Regions from separate parts of the Anas platyrhynchos genome. Here region 2 is linked to region 1. The links are chromatin contacts, called in public Hi-C maps. All regions are on one chromosome and are shown on one strand. Each heading gives the region's core, a stretch centred on a gene start, on an enhancer-like site or on the middle of the called end of the contact. The rest is flanking DNA. Distances are from core to core; before and after follow the strand shown. Region 1 has its middle 17 kb from the start of RASSF10. Region 2 overlaps BMAL1 (basic helix-loop-helix ARNT like 1).

Region 1 (6,056 bases), core at 2,350-4,849:
TCCTAAAAACTCCATCAGTCCTGAATAACACTGCTCCACTTTGAACCTCATTGGAATATTCACTAAAGAAATTACCAGCACTGCAGTATGTGCAACAGGAATAAAGCAAGTATAGCACCAGTAGTCATTGCAATTACTTCAGACACTTGTAAAATATCAACAAAAACCTAGAGCCAAAATTTACAAATCATCTAGCAAAGACTGCAGCTCTGAGCAATAAACAACATGTATTGTGAAGAAATCTTGTTGTACAAGCTTCACTTCTAATAGGATTGCAAGGAGGATGACAGGTTTGTGCTTTGAGGATTTTATTAAGGTATTTCCTACAGCACCTCCTTGCCATGTTTCAGCTCAAACTGCTTCAGACGTAAGTAGTCACTAGATGGAAAACTGGCAGAAGTTACATAAACGAAGGATAATGATTACCAGCAAAGTGTTAGAGGAGGTGAGAGAGTCTAATGGAGCACTGCAGGGACTGCTAGTGCATGTTTCATTTAGAAAAACTAAATAAAATTAATAGAAGTACCAGGTCTGATGCTGTTGCTAGGGTGAAAAGTAAAAAAAAAAAAAAAAAAAAAAAAAAAAAGTATGGGCTAGTGGCCTAGTTGAAGGATAAAGCACTCCCTAACCATGCGGAGTACTACATGTAAATAGTCACCACAAAACTTGCTCAGTTCTCTGTGTTTCTCCACAACAACATATGAAATACAGGGAACAAATTTTGAGTGAGTCCACTGGCAAGTGTTATATGCTACCAGAAATTCAGATGGATTTGGAGGTAGATGGAAGTTTATGTGCGTGAAGGAAGTAACCTAAATCACATATAATGAATGTGAAAGAAAAAATTAAGTATTTGGGACTATTCAGTAGAGGTACTAGAGTACAAGTCTTTGACTGCAGACAGGAAGTCAGTTGATAATTCATTGCTGGTCTGGATACATGTCGTTTTTTGAGCTAAGACTCTAAATCTTCTAAATTTAGAAAGTTGCATTTGATTTGAAGAAGAGCAAGGAATGGTGGAAAACCTCACCTGCTCTGTTGCAGAAGAAAGATTTTTCTAATTCTTCTCCATTAAAAACTTCTAAGAGGCATCCTAATAGCATTTTTCTATACCAACTCTTAACACAGAAATACTGTATCAGGGAGAAATAATCTTAAAAGTTCTTTTGAATGACATTATAGAAGACTCCCTAAAGACACTGAACTTGGAGCTATACAATAACAACTGCCCCTATGCTAGATGTCAAAGAGGCTATGAAGTATGAATAATAGTGTTCCTTCACATTCTGATGCTAGAGCTGCTGATTGCTATAATAGCCAGAGTCCATTTCTGGCATTAATAAGCTATTGTGATCAATGTTTAAGGATGGCTGTGGAGAGGAGAAAACCAAACAGATAGTGGTTTCTGCACTAACAGCCTTCAAGTCCAAATTTTACTGTGAAAGAAACTTTCTGGATCCTTGGTCCACCCCAAAATAATACCTTTTTAGGCACTCATTCTTTGCAAAAACATGAGTGTCAACTGCAAGATGACCAGCTCCCAGCAAGACGGGATTTGATGGCTAATACAGGAAAACTAACAAATCACTTTCAGGAGTTAGAGATTTGATTAGGAGAGTAAAATGACTTCCTTTCACTATCAAGAACTGCGAAGTGTAGAATTCAGTTTCAACACACAGAAAATGCCCATGGATCCTGAACGGAAAACTAAAAAAAAAAAAGTTTCATGTCAAAATATTTGTTTACATCCTTAATTTTAAATACATAATTCACTACTTTCAAGAGACTACTTTGATATAAAAGTGACACCTTGCCAAATGAGAATCAGTTTACCATCAGTCTGCAACTGAACTTATCTTCGTAGCAAAACACAAGGTAAATTATTGTGAATGAGAAATGAATTAGATTCACTTCTTAGTACTTTCACAAATGAATTCTTCCTTGCAATCATATTTACCACACTTAATTATTTTTCCTCTTTTTACATTCCATTTAATTTCATTTCATTACCAGTAAAATTTATGCAAGTCTATCTACTGCCAGCGTGTGGTGTGTTGTGGTGCTGTGAGAACCTGTGGCTGATTTGCTGTGTGTGGGAAGACCTCAGTGCTGAGATCTGGCAGGGCTGGGCTCATGTTTTGCAGCACCTACTTTGATCTTTCTGTGATTAAAATATCACACCTAATGCTGCATGGACCTAGTAGTTTATCTTGCATGACAAGACTTTTGCTCTATAATGGGATTCAAAATGTTGTAAGAACACTATTATTACCAGCAAAAGCTAGTTATAATTCCTACTGAAATAAATTATCTATGTCTTGTTGAAGAAGTTCTCCCTTTTCTGGAGCATAGGCTTGGAGGCAAGGTGCTATTCAAGTCTTATTTAAGTCTTCAATGATCATTTTAAATGAGATTTCAGTGGTGTTTGGATGCTGCATATGTGAATTTCACCTGGGGAGTATTCATGACATGGATGCAAGACAACCTTACAGCTCTTCTGCTCGGGAGGTTTTCACTAATTATTTCTAGTGCACTTTTAATGTTACTTCTTGAAACGCAGTTCTCAACATTTACCTCTTTGAGCTCAGATCAAAACAGACTGCAGACTGCGCCTTCTCAGTTAATTGTTAGCTTACACAACTACCACCTGCAGAGGGGAGATGCTGCGGGTTGTGCTTTCCAGCAGAGACCCCCTGAAGGACAGAGCGGAGCCTCCCCCTACCGCAGTGCTCTCCGGAGGGTCTGGACCCTGGCACGCCGGGATGAGGAGCCTGCTAACCGGCTCCCCGAGCTCGGCCGCCACCCCGCGGCACACGGCGGGGTCGCCCCTCCCAAGCCCAGCAGCTGACTTTGTGCTTTCCTCTGGCGCTGAAAACCGAGCCGAGGACCCAGCGTCCCAAGCAGACTCGGGCAAGCGGAAAAGTTCGCGGGGGGAAGAACGTCACGTCAGGAAGCGTTTTATTCCGCTGGTTGCGGAACAGCCCGTGCTTGCCGTGCCTGTCTGCGGGGTGCCAAGAAAGCCACCTGCGCCTCGTTGCCTGCGAGAACACCCGGGACAAACCCTGAGGAGAGCGCGGCGCGGCGCCCGCGCCAACGGCCGTCCGTAATGGTCGGCATCGCGCGCCACCAGGGGGCGGCAGAGACCGGACGGGAGGGGCGCGACGCGAGGGGAAGCGGCGGAGGAAAGCGCGTCTGCAGGGAGGGCAGCTCCCTCAGAGCTCCGCGGGAGCGCGGGGATAGAGCACTGACTGGTTTTAACCCATAATAAGCCGACAAGAAAGATATCAAGAGAAGCTCAGCAGGAGTGTTGGTGTGCTGAAGAGGAGGAGCTCTGTGCAGAGCACAGTAGTGTGGGAAGAAAGTGCCAGGTCAAACAGGGCAAGGAAGGAAGGGGGAAATCTTTCCCCCTGCTCCCTGTAGCTCTGTTGGGAAGTCAAAGGAGATCCCAGTACTTCACTCTGCACCTGAATCTTGGCCCAAGCAGTAGTCCACATTAGAGGGAACACCAAAAGACTCACAGATTACTTCTGCACAGAACAGGGCAGTAATAGAGTCTGTGAAACAAGGAAAGCAGCAGGGGGCTCTTCAGTACAGGAGGGAGGACTGGTGTCTGCATTGCCACACACTATCATTAGACATAGGCTAGGGCAAATGCAAACAGGTCAAATAGGTCAAGCAAAAGCAGTTAAATAACAGTGCATACACACTGCTCAGCAAAAGACTGTAGTTTGAACTCCCAAGAAGTAGCAATGCTATTAGCAATCTCTTTTTCTCCTCCTCACCCACCCCCTTTTTTTTTTTTTCTCCTTTGTGGGCTCTTCACTTTTCTCTTACCAAAATCACGGAAACGGGGTCACAGCGTGGCTGAACAGATAGCAAACTGTTTACTGCCTGGCTCTTCCACATGCAACTCTTCTAAGCCCCATCACATTGCTCGTGTTACAGCCAGATTTCTGACTTCAGTTCCCCCTGCTGTATTGTGAGACAAGCCCAAAGTGGAGCATGCTGCTAAGTACAGGCAGATAAGGGAAGCAGAGGGAGTTTCTCAGAACAGAAAAGTAAGGCTAAATAGCAAACACTTGATTACGATTGCTCCCTGCTGTTGTATCTCAAGATAGGTTTCCACTAGCTTAAGGAAACTAAAAGGGAATCAAACTTTACAGTGCTTTAAGATTGACTGTGGTCCTGCAAATTTATACTGCACAGAGCAAATGAGGTTCTGGGAAGTACTGAGTATGAGTAAAGTCTTATCTCAAAGCTAGGACTACCTGGAAAGTTCTCAGGCACTTCATCCCTAAAAACACACCAAATGAGCACAGAAGACCAGGGTTTCAGATACCAGCCTGGAATTATTTGGTTTGCAACAAATATCAGCTCAACAGACACTGACTTGAGACTTTGGAGAGCAAAGCAGCAGAGTCATCACAAAAGAAGGTATTCCATTCTTGCTCCAAGCATGACACACATTTCTTCCATTTACCTCCTCTACTTTAAAAGCAGAGGGATGCAAGTATATTGTTTTAAAGTGTACAGAAGCACCATGCTATCCTCACACCTAAGATACTTTCAAAAACAAGGCACACATGATGGGTGTTCATACCAACAGCAGACGGCACTGAGTTGATGACAAAAATAGAAATCCAAAAAGAAAGAAAGAAAAAAAAAAGGCCTATTCTGTTGTGCTTGAAAACCCAGTATTACTAGCCAACGTGGCAGGAACAAGATATTTACTCTATCCACTATAGTTTTCAACACCTGTTTGGATGAGGAAGGGAAAGGAAGGAGAGCTGGTAAGCCATCCCTGAGCCAAAGTATCACTGCTAGAATCTTTTAAAAAAGTAGCAGTTTGTTTTACGATTTGTAATACCTGGAATTTTGTCCATTTGCAGTAGATATTCAAGAAGGACATGGAGGTGCTCGAGCAAGTCCAGAGAAGGGCAACAAAGCTGGTGAGGGGCCTGGAGAACAAGTCTTACAAGGAGCAGCTGAAGGAGCTGGGATTGTTCAGCCTGGAGAAAAGGAGGCTCAGGGGCGACCTTATTGCACTCTACAGGTACCTTAAAGGAGGCACATACAAGAGCCTTTCTTCTTCATTCTTTCTTTTCCCTTTTTAAAGAACAATATATATATATCTTTAGCAAGGAGAAACCTTTTCTGCTCCCAAGGCAAACTTTGAAAGAAAAATAACTGTTATACGCATATATCCTATTATTTGTTAACAGGTTTCACACAAGTAACTTGCTCAAATCACTTTGAAAACATTTCCTTTAATATAGGAACACAGGAGATAGATTAAAAGAAAAGATAGATTAAAAGCTTGCAAGTCTCTTACTGAGTGCCAGAGGCTCTGGAACACTGAACTCAGCATTTTGTAAAACAATCTCCCTTCAAAAGAATTTTCTACTGTACTGATTGGAAAGGAAAAGAGAGGAAGAAGCCAAGTAATGCTACTGATAATTCATAGAATCATAGAATCATAGAATATCCTGAGGGAATATCCTAAGGGAAGGGACCCTTAAGGATCATCAAGTCCAACTCTTGACACCGCACAGGTCTACCCAAAAGTTCAGACCATGTGACTAAGTGCACAGTCCAATCTCTTCTTAAATTCAGACAGACTCGGTGCAGTGACCACTTCCCTGGGGAGCCTGTTCCAGTGTGCAACCACCCTCTCTGTGAAGAACCCCCTCCTGATGTCAAGCCTAAATTTCCCCTGCCTCAGCTTAACCCCGTTCCCGCGGGTCCTGTCGCTGGTGTTAATGGAGAAAAGGTCTCCTGCCTCTCGACACCCCCTTACGAGGAAGTTGTAGACTGCGATGAGGTCTCCCCTCAGCCTCCTCTTCTCCAGGCTGAACAGGCCCAGTGCCCTCAGCCGTTCCTCGTACGTCTTCCCTTCCAGGCCTTTCACCATCTTCGTAGCCCTCCTCTGGACACTCTCCAACAGTTTCATGTCCTTTTTATACTGTGGTGCCCAGAACTGCACACAGTACTCGAGGTGAGGCCGCACCAGTGCAGAGTAGAGCGGGACAATCACCTCCCTTGACCTACTAGCGATG
Region 2 (6,056 bases), core at 2,457-4,956, 170 kb after region 1:
TTGCAAGATGGGCTAAATAGTGTTTATTAAAGCTGGAAGAAATAAAAGTATTTTCTTTCACTGGGAAAACCAGGGGTTTCATCTTTGTAGGGACTTAAGGGAGATGCATTTCTTTGCTTTGGAAGGAATTCCCCTCCACTTTTTTTTCCCCGTTTGAAGATTTTGTACAGCTGCTGTGCCTTCACAGTGGAATTAACTTGCAGAGAAAATTGTCTTCAAGATGCTGTTTGGGTTCTGCATTGCATACTTCTGAATTTTAACATAGCGTTTTATTTCTGTTGTTTATCTAGCCTTGGTGTCAGTCATAGTGCTTCTTTCACAGAGGTGATAGTGACTCACGAGCTACTTAAACCCTGAAGCATTCCATTGTGACACACTGGCAGAGTGACTGTTCCACAGGGCTTTTTAGCACTGATTCTTCTAATTCTTGAAATCCACAGCACCAGCGTTCTTGATAGTGGAGACGCGGCCTTTCCACAGCTTGCAGCTTCTCCACATAGCATGGACAGTATGCTTCAGGCTGGAGAAGGTAATTGCCAATCATTTCCTTGCAGTCCAGTAGTCATGTATAGTTAGCAGCACAGATTTGTTGAAGTCTTACACTTAGAATTTTACTAATATCCTAAAGAATAATATGGCTTAGGGAAAAAGAAGTGCTAATGCAGTTCTTGTCCTGTTGAACTTAAATACCAACTTTGTCTATAGCTGATCAAAGAGAGGTGGATGAGCCAGATAAAAGAAATAAGTCTAGGGTTGAACGGGTGATTTAAAGGAAAAATGTTTGCCTTCCAGTTCTGTGGTCAGTGCCTATGACCACTCAGTGTTGCTGGATCATAAACATAGGTTAGCTGTTCAGCTTATAACCTCTGTTACCTTTGTTTGACTTTTTGTCAAGACATGAAGACTGACATCTAGTAATTGTCATGGGATTGCTACCATTGCTGAAGATGACTAAAATATCTTTTATAACAGGTGGTGTGCGACATAATGTGGAAGGGAGCTTGATTTAATAACCAAGTGTTACTGGAGCAGGATTGAATTGAGGAAGAGTAGGAGGATGCAATTGCAGCCCATGAATGAAGGACTGGGGAGGAAAGATGATGATAGTACTTACACTTTCCAGAACTGGAAACTATTGCTTTTAGAGACCTTGCTTACTAGATACTACTTTTATCAGCTATGCACTTACAGCCATAGAACAAGGATATTGTGCTTGTCTGGAATTACTTCTTAAGTTGTATACAAATGCTTAGCAAAACAGTGCAAAACTTCAGCAGACTTGTTTTTTTTTAGTTATCTCTCTTCTGAAAAATGAGGTTCAGTAAGTGAACTATGGAGGAGGAATGGTAGCAAAGCACGGAGCAGTTAGCAGTGTGGTAGGAAGAGAGGCTGCTATGTAGGTATGAGGGCTAGTTATCAAATTTGGAATTATGGCAGTAATACAGTGTACAGGCCTTTCGAGAATGGAAAAAATATAAAATAAACCATTCTAAAATTAATTCTTGCCACAATACTGACTTTGAGATGAAACCAGACATAGAGTATTGTTATACTGACAGTTCTTGTCCCCAGAAAAATAAAGTTGATTGAGTAAAGTTTAATTTCAAGTGGTTCTGGTTCTGCTAAGGATTTGATGAGCTTTTAGGTGAACCTTCTTGCCTCCTGATGGGTCAGAGCTTTAAAAAGATACTGAAGGTTGCTGTTGTTAAGTATAAATTTCTAAAAGATGACAATTATCTGTTATGCATAAACAATACTATGTGGCTTTCTTCCCCTTTCAGAATGGCATCTTTCCTTTACTATGCCTTGGAATAGATCAGGCTCCTTCCTATCTACCTCTTAAGTATTGTGCAAGCGTAAAGAAACAATGAACTTCTAACTGTTCAGACCTCACTTTTTCCCCCCTTCTTAGATACTTGCAGTTACCTGCAGTGGTTTAATTTATGTTCATCAGGTGACTCAGATCTATTCTGTATTGTCTGTGGTGGCAAGTTCTTAACACAAAGCAAAAAATAAACATGGCTGGAGATGAGCCTATTCAACTACAGAATAAAACAGCTGTGATGAGCTATTCTTTACTATGTCTGGACTAGAGGTACTACCAGGTGCTTGAAACAGCCAGATTTGTATAGGTGTACCAGAATAGGTGTACCTAGATGTCTAAGATAGACAGCATAGCTCAAAGTCAGAGCTTTCCATATATTTAAGGATACTCAACAGTTATTGGAATTGAAAGTAAATAAAGCTTAGGTAGTTCTGACAAGCTGTGGGACCTTTGCATGCCTAAATACCAATGCTATTTGGAATACAGGTGCAAACTTTTATCTCACTTCAGAAACCTACTTGTTTCAGGTGGCCCAAAAAGGACCCATCCTACTGTCCCTGGCATTCCAGGTGGAACAAGAGCTGGGGCAGGAAAAATAGGGAGGATGATTGCTGAAGAGATCATGGAGATTCACAGGTGAGAGAAAATGGTATGAAGAAAGAAGAAAATCAGCAGTGTTCTTTAAAAGGAAGTAAGGAGGTTTTTCTTCAAACTAAATACATAATGATACAATTGCATTGTATAAGTAGACATCTACAGCTACCTATACAGAATATCTGAGGCTGTTTTCATTTTATTTCAAGACACCTGGTTATTTCTAGTCCTTTGGCAGCTGTTAACTATTTTCAAAGCTGCATTCTGTTCAGCTTTCCCAGGGGAACTCTGCCAAGGATAAAATTCCCAAGTCTAATTGCTTTTCTTTGTAATTATCCCACCTTCATTTAGTCTGGGAATTTGTCAGTTCTATAATGAATACATTATTTATTAATAAAAATATATATACATATATTAACTATTTCATATGTCCAGCATACTTCTGTAGCAGTAGCCCATTTAACGAGTCTAGGGCAGTGGAACTGAGCTCACGTTCTTAACTGATAGAAACTGAAGTGTAACACACAAAAATTAGGTTTTCCTCAGTATCCAACACCTTTCTCTTGTTCCATCTCTGTGAAGGCTGTACAGGAACAAGTAAGGGAGAAGGAAGGTAGCATGAGAAACAGCTTAAGTTTGTAGACTGCGCAAGCTGGGCCACTTATCCACAGGCTTTATCTAGCTGCAAATAAAAATTTACTGCTGCTGATTTGAATAATGTTGAAAATTGAGGAAACTAAAAATGAAGTGCATGCTTTTAAACACTGTATGCCTGATATTAAGATTGGCGTTTGAAACTCTGAGTCTCTGGAACCTAAGTCTCAAAGCCCCTGGTAGATTCATTCCGTGTTACCCATACAATAGGATAAGAGGATCATCACCGTCTAGCTGTGGTTCAAGTCCACTGAACATTACCAGCACACCACCACCTGATACATCCTCCCCAGGAAACAAGAAGGTAAGAACAATCTGTACAGTCTTGTAGCAGTAGTGACACACAAATCGTGTTATAGAATTACGGTGTTGAACTTTTAACTGCTTGGCTGAAAAGTTTGACAGCAGGTCAAAGTATTCTTGGAGAGGGTGGGAGGAAAATCCTGTTACAGTAGTCTGTAAAGTGCAGAGACCAACAGTTCTTAAGCACTGACAGCTTTGGAAATCCACATGCTCTTTACTTTTTAAAAAAACAAACAAAAACCAAACGAACAAAAAGAACAACACAGCTGTAGGGAAACAGCTTTCTTCATGTCTCTTGATCCTCCACTCTTTCACACCACATACCGGTGAACACTGGAATTGCTATCATTTGAGCACTGATGATGCTCAAATGAATTTCAAGTTATACTGTACTGCTGTAGCACAAAATATGACAATTAGATACTTCACTGTGTACTGACATTTTATTTTTAAATCAATTCTATGTATCGTGCCGCCTTCTAAGATCACTTAAGTAGCGTTCAAATACCATTGCTAACACTTAACCTCCAAAGCACTTGTACTGTCTGCATTTAAGTCATCTAGTAAATTGCTACTTATAGATGCCATATTCAAAGCTGGAAGAGCACTTATCAAAAGCTTTATTCTGTGCATTCACACACTGCTTCAGATTTAACTTTTTTTTTCCCAGAAATTGTGATGACTATACATAAGAATTGCTTGACTGGAGCATATAATCAACACTAAATATTTCCATTTCTGGCCTTGTACTTGAAAATAAAACTTGAAGTTGGAACAAACTGAGTTGTAGTTCTAGGAACAATCATTCATGCTCCTTCTGCCCAAGAATAAGTCACCATCACGTATAGCAGGCTACTGCAACGTAATGGAATAATGGAAAATACACGTAGATATATGGTATTTCTTATAGCATACTCCCTCAATATTTTGCCTTACAATACTTAGTTTGCTATAAAGAACACACATTCCAGATGATTCTGCCCTCAGAAGGAAGCTCAAAACTACACCCTTTCTAGTATGTGCCTATCCAGGCAGTTCAAAACTACAGTTCAAGTATTCCTTTACTATTTATTTAAAAAGCCCAGAGAAGGCATTTCCGCCTGGTGTGAGCTCTGGTGTACGCGGTAGTGCTGTGCTGCTCTGTACCAAAAAAAATTAAGACTTAAAATCTGGGAGCAATATTCAGCTCATGCAGTCTCCCTCTACCTAGGAGGTTTGTACTCTTAAAACTGAGAATCTTAATTGGCAATACTTTACATGCACTGTATTTGTAAATTCAAAAACATTCTGTAGTTAGCTGTGATTACTCTTACTTGTAGATGGAATATTTACAATGATAATGCCCAGAAATCCTTTCAGGACTTTTTCTGGCAATTTTTCAGAAGTTTAGCATGTAGTGCTGACTTCCCCCCACCAGAAAGAAACAGATCTACTGTCTGATAAGTTTGTAGACAAGACAGAGGAAGGTAGTTCCTAGTTTACAATTAGTCTGATTAGCCTTTAGGTGCTAGTTGTTTTCTTTTTTCTTTCAGGAAATCCATCCTTCCGATATTAAAAATCCTAATCTAAAACAGTTGGGACTTAATGCAACATTTCATGCTGTTTTATGGTTTCTGTTTTCTCAGATCCTGAATGGTGGCACTCCAGACATTTCTTCAGCCGGGTTACTATCTGGGCAAATCCAAGACAGCTCTGGTTACCCATATTCTGACAACTCCTCTATTCTTGGTAAGTGAAGTCATACACAAATGCACCCAAGTATCAGCTAACTACACAGACAACTGTAACAACATGATGGCTGTTAGAGATGGCCTGTTTTTTACCAGCTGCGGTATATACCCTACCACTTTGTTCACCTTAAGGGGGTAGCTACAAGGAGTATCCTGGCACTGTGCTTTGCTAGCTTACTTTGTATTATCATTTTTGAAGCAGCAGTTGGATACCTTTCTTTTCTTGCTGACCTGGTATGAATTAGCTGAATGCCTGACCTGCTTTTTGTGAGCACTTTTACATAACTAGAGATGAGAAGGAAGGCTCACGGACCTGAGAAGTGCTCTGGCATGCGGGTGTCAGTTGTATCCCTGAAACTCTGCTTATCAAACATGTTAATACTCCCCACATAGTTGAGCCTGGTCAGGTATCGTACTTCAAGTCATATGGCAAGTGACTATAGCAAGTGCACACAAAAAAACAACTTTTGACAACTTACTGCCTTTATATTTACAGGGGAGAACTCGCATATAGGCATTGACATGATTGACAACGATCAAGGATCAAGCAGCCCTAGCAATGATGAAGCAGCAATGGCAGTAATCATGAGCCTTCTTGAAGCAGATGCAGGTCTTGGTGGCCCTGTGGATTTTAGTGATTTGCCATGGCCCTTGTAAGTGGTGCACCTTGCTTCAACATCCAAATATCAAAGTGCATTTATTGGTGGAGTTCTACAGTCTGTGAAGCTTGTTGGATTGAGAAGCTTTTATGTATGAATTTCATAAAAGCCATATCAGAATGCAATTCATTCTACCACATGTAACTTCAGACAAAGTGGAATAACCCGCTACAGTGTTGTGTTGATTTGGTTAGCTGTGTATAGCTTGCAATACCTGTATATTTTGGATTATGTTGTTTGATTTTTTTTTAAATCACTGTGCAACTCACTGGGATGAGTGGTAGCTTTTAT

What was found. Hi-C and Micro-C count contacts between places; a contact is called where the count stands out from the background.
Region 2: a contact with region 1 is called in a Hi-C map of subcutaneous adipose tissue, with 1.8 times the contacts expected there. The contact joins two enhancer-like sites. A contact is called at or near these places in 2 of 8 Hi-C or Micro-C datasets (liver and subcutaneous adipose tissue).

The regions. Positions count from the first base shown.
Region 1 is chr5:66,352,997-66,359,052 of IASCAAS_PekinDuck_T2T, forward strand. No RefSeq gene overlaps it. Among named protein-coding and RNA genes, the nearest start is that of RASSF10, 17 kb to the right of the region's middle. Within about 2 kb of position 3,600, at least 4 of the 8 cell types and tissues checked have an H3K27ac peak or open chromatin away from gene starts, as enhancers often do. A contact at or near this core is called in subcutaneous adipose tissue, where this site is marked.
Region 2 is chr5:66,527,120-66,533,175 of IASCAAS_PekinDuck_T2T, forward strand. BMAL1 (basic helix-loop-helix ARNT like 1) reads left to right here. Exons shown (of 20, transcript XM_072039451.1): 16 at 441-529; 17 at 2,353-2,461; 18 at 3,284-3,377; 19 at 5,002-5,104; 20 at 5,603-6,056. The coding sequence ends at 5,763. Among named protein-coding and RNA genes, the nearest start is that of BTBD10, 33 kb to the right of the region's middle. Within about 2 kb of position 3,707, at least 1 of the 8 cell types and tissues checked has an H3K27ac peak or open chromatin away from gene starts, as enhancers often do. A contact at or near this core is called in subcutaneous adipose tissue, where this site is marked.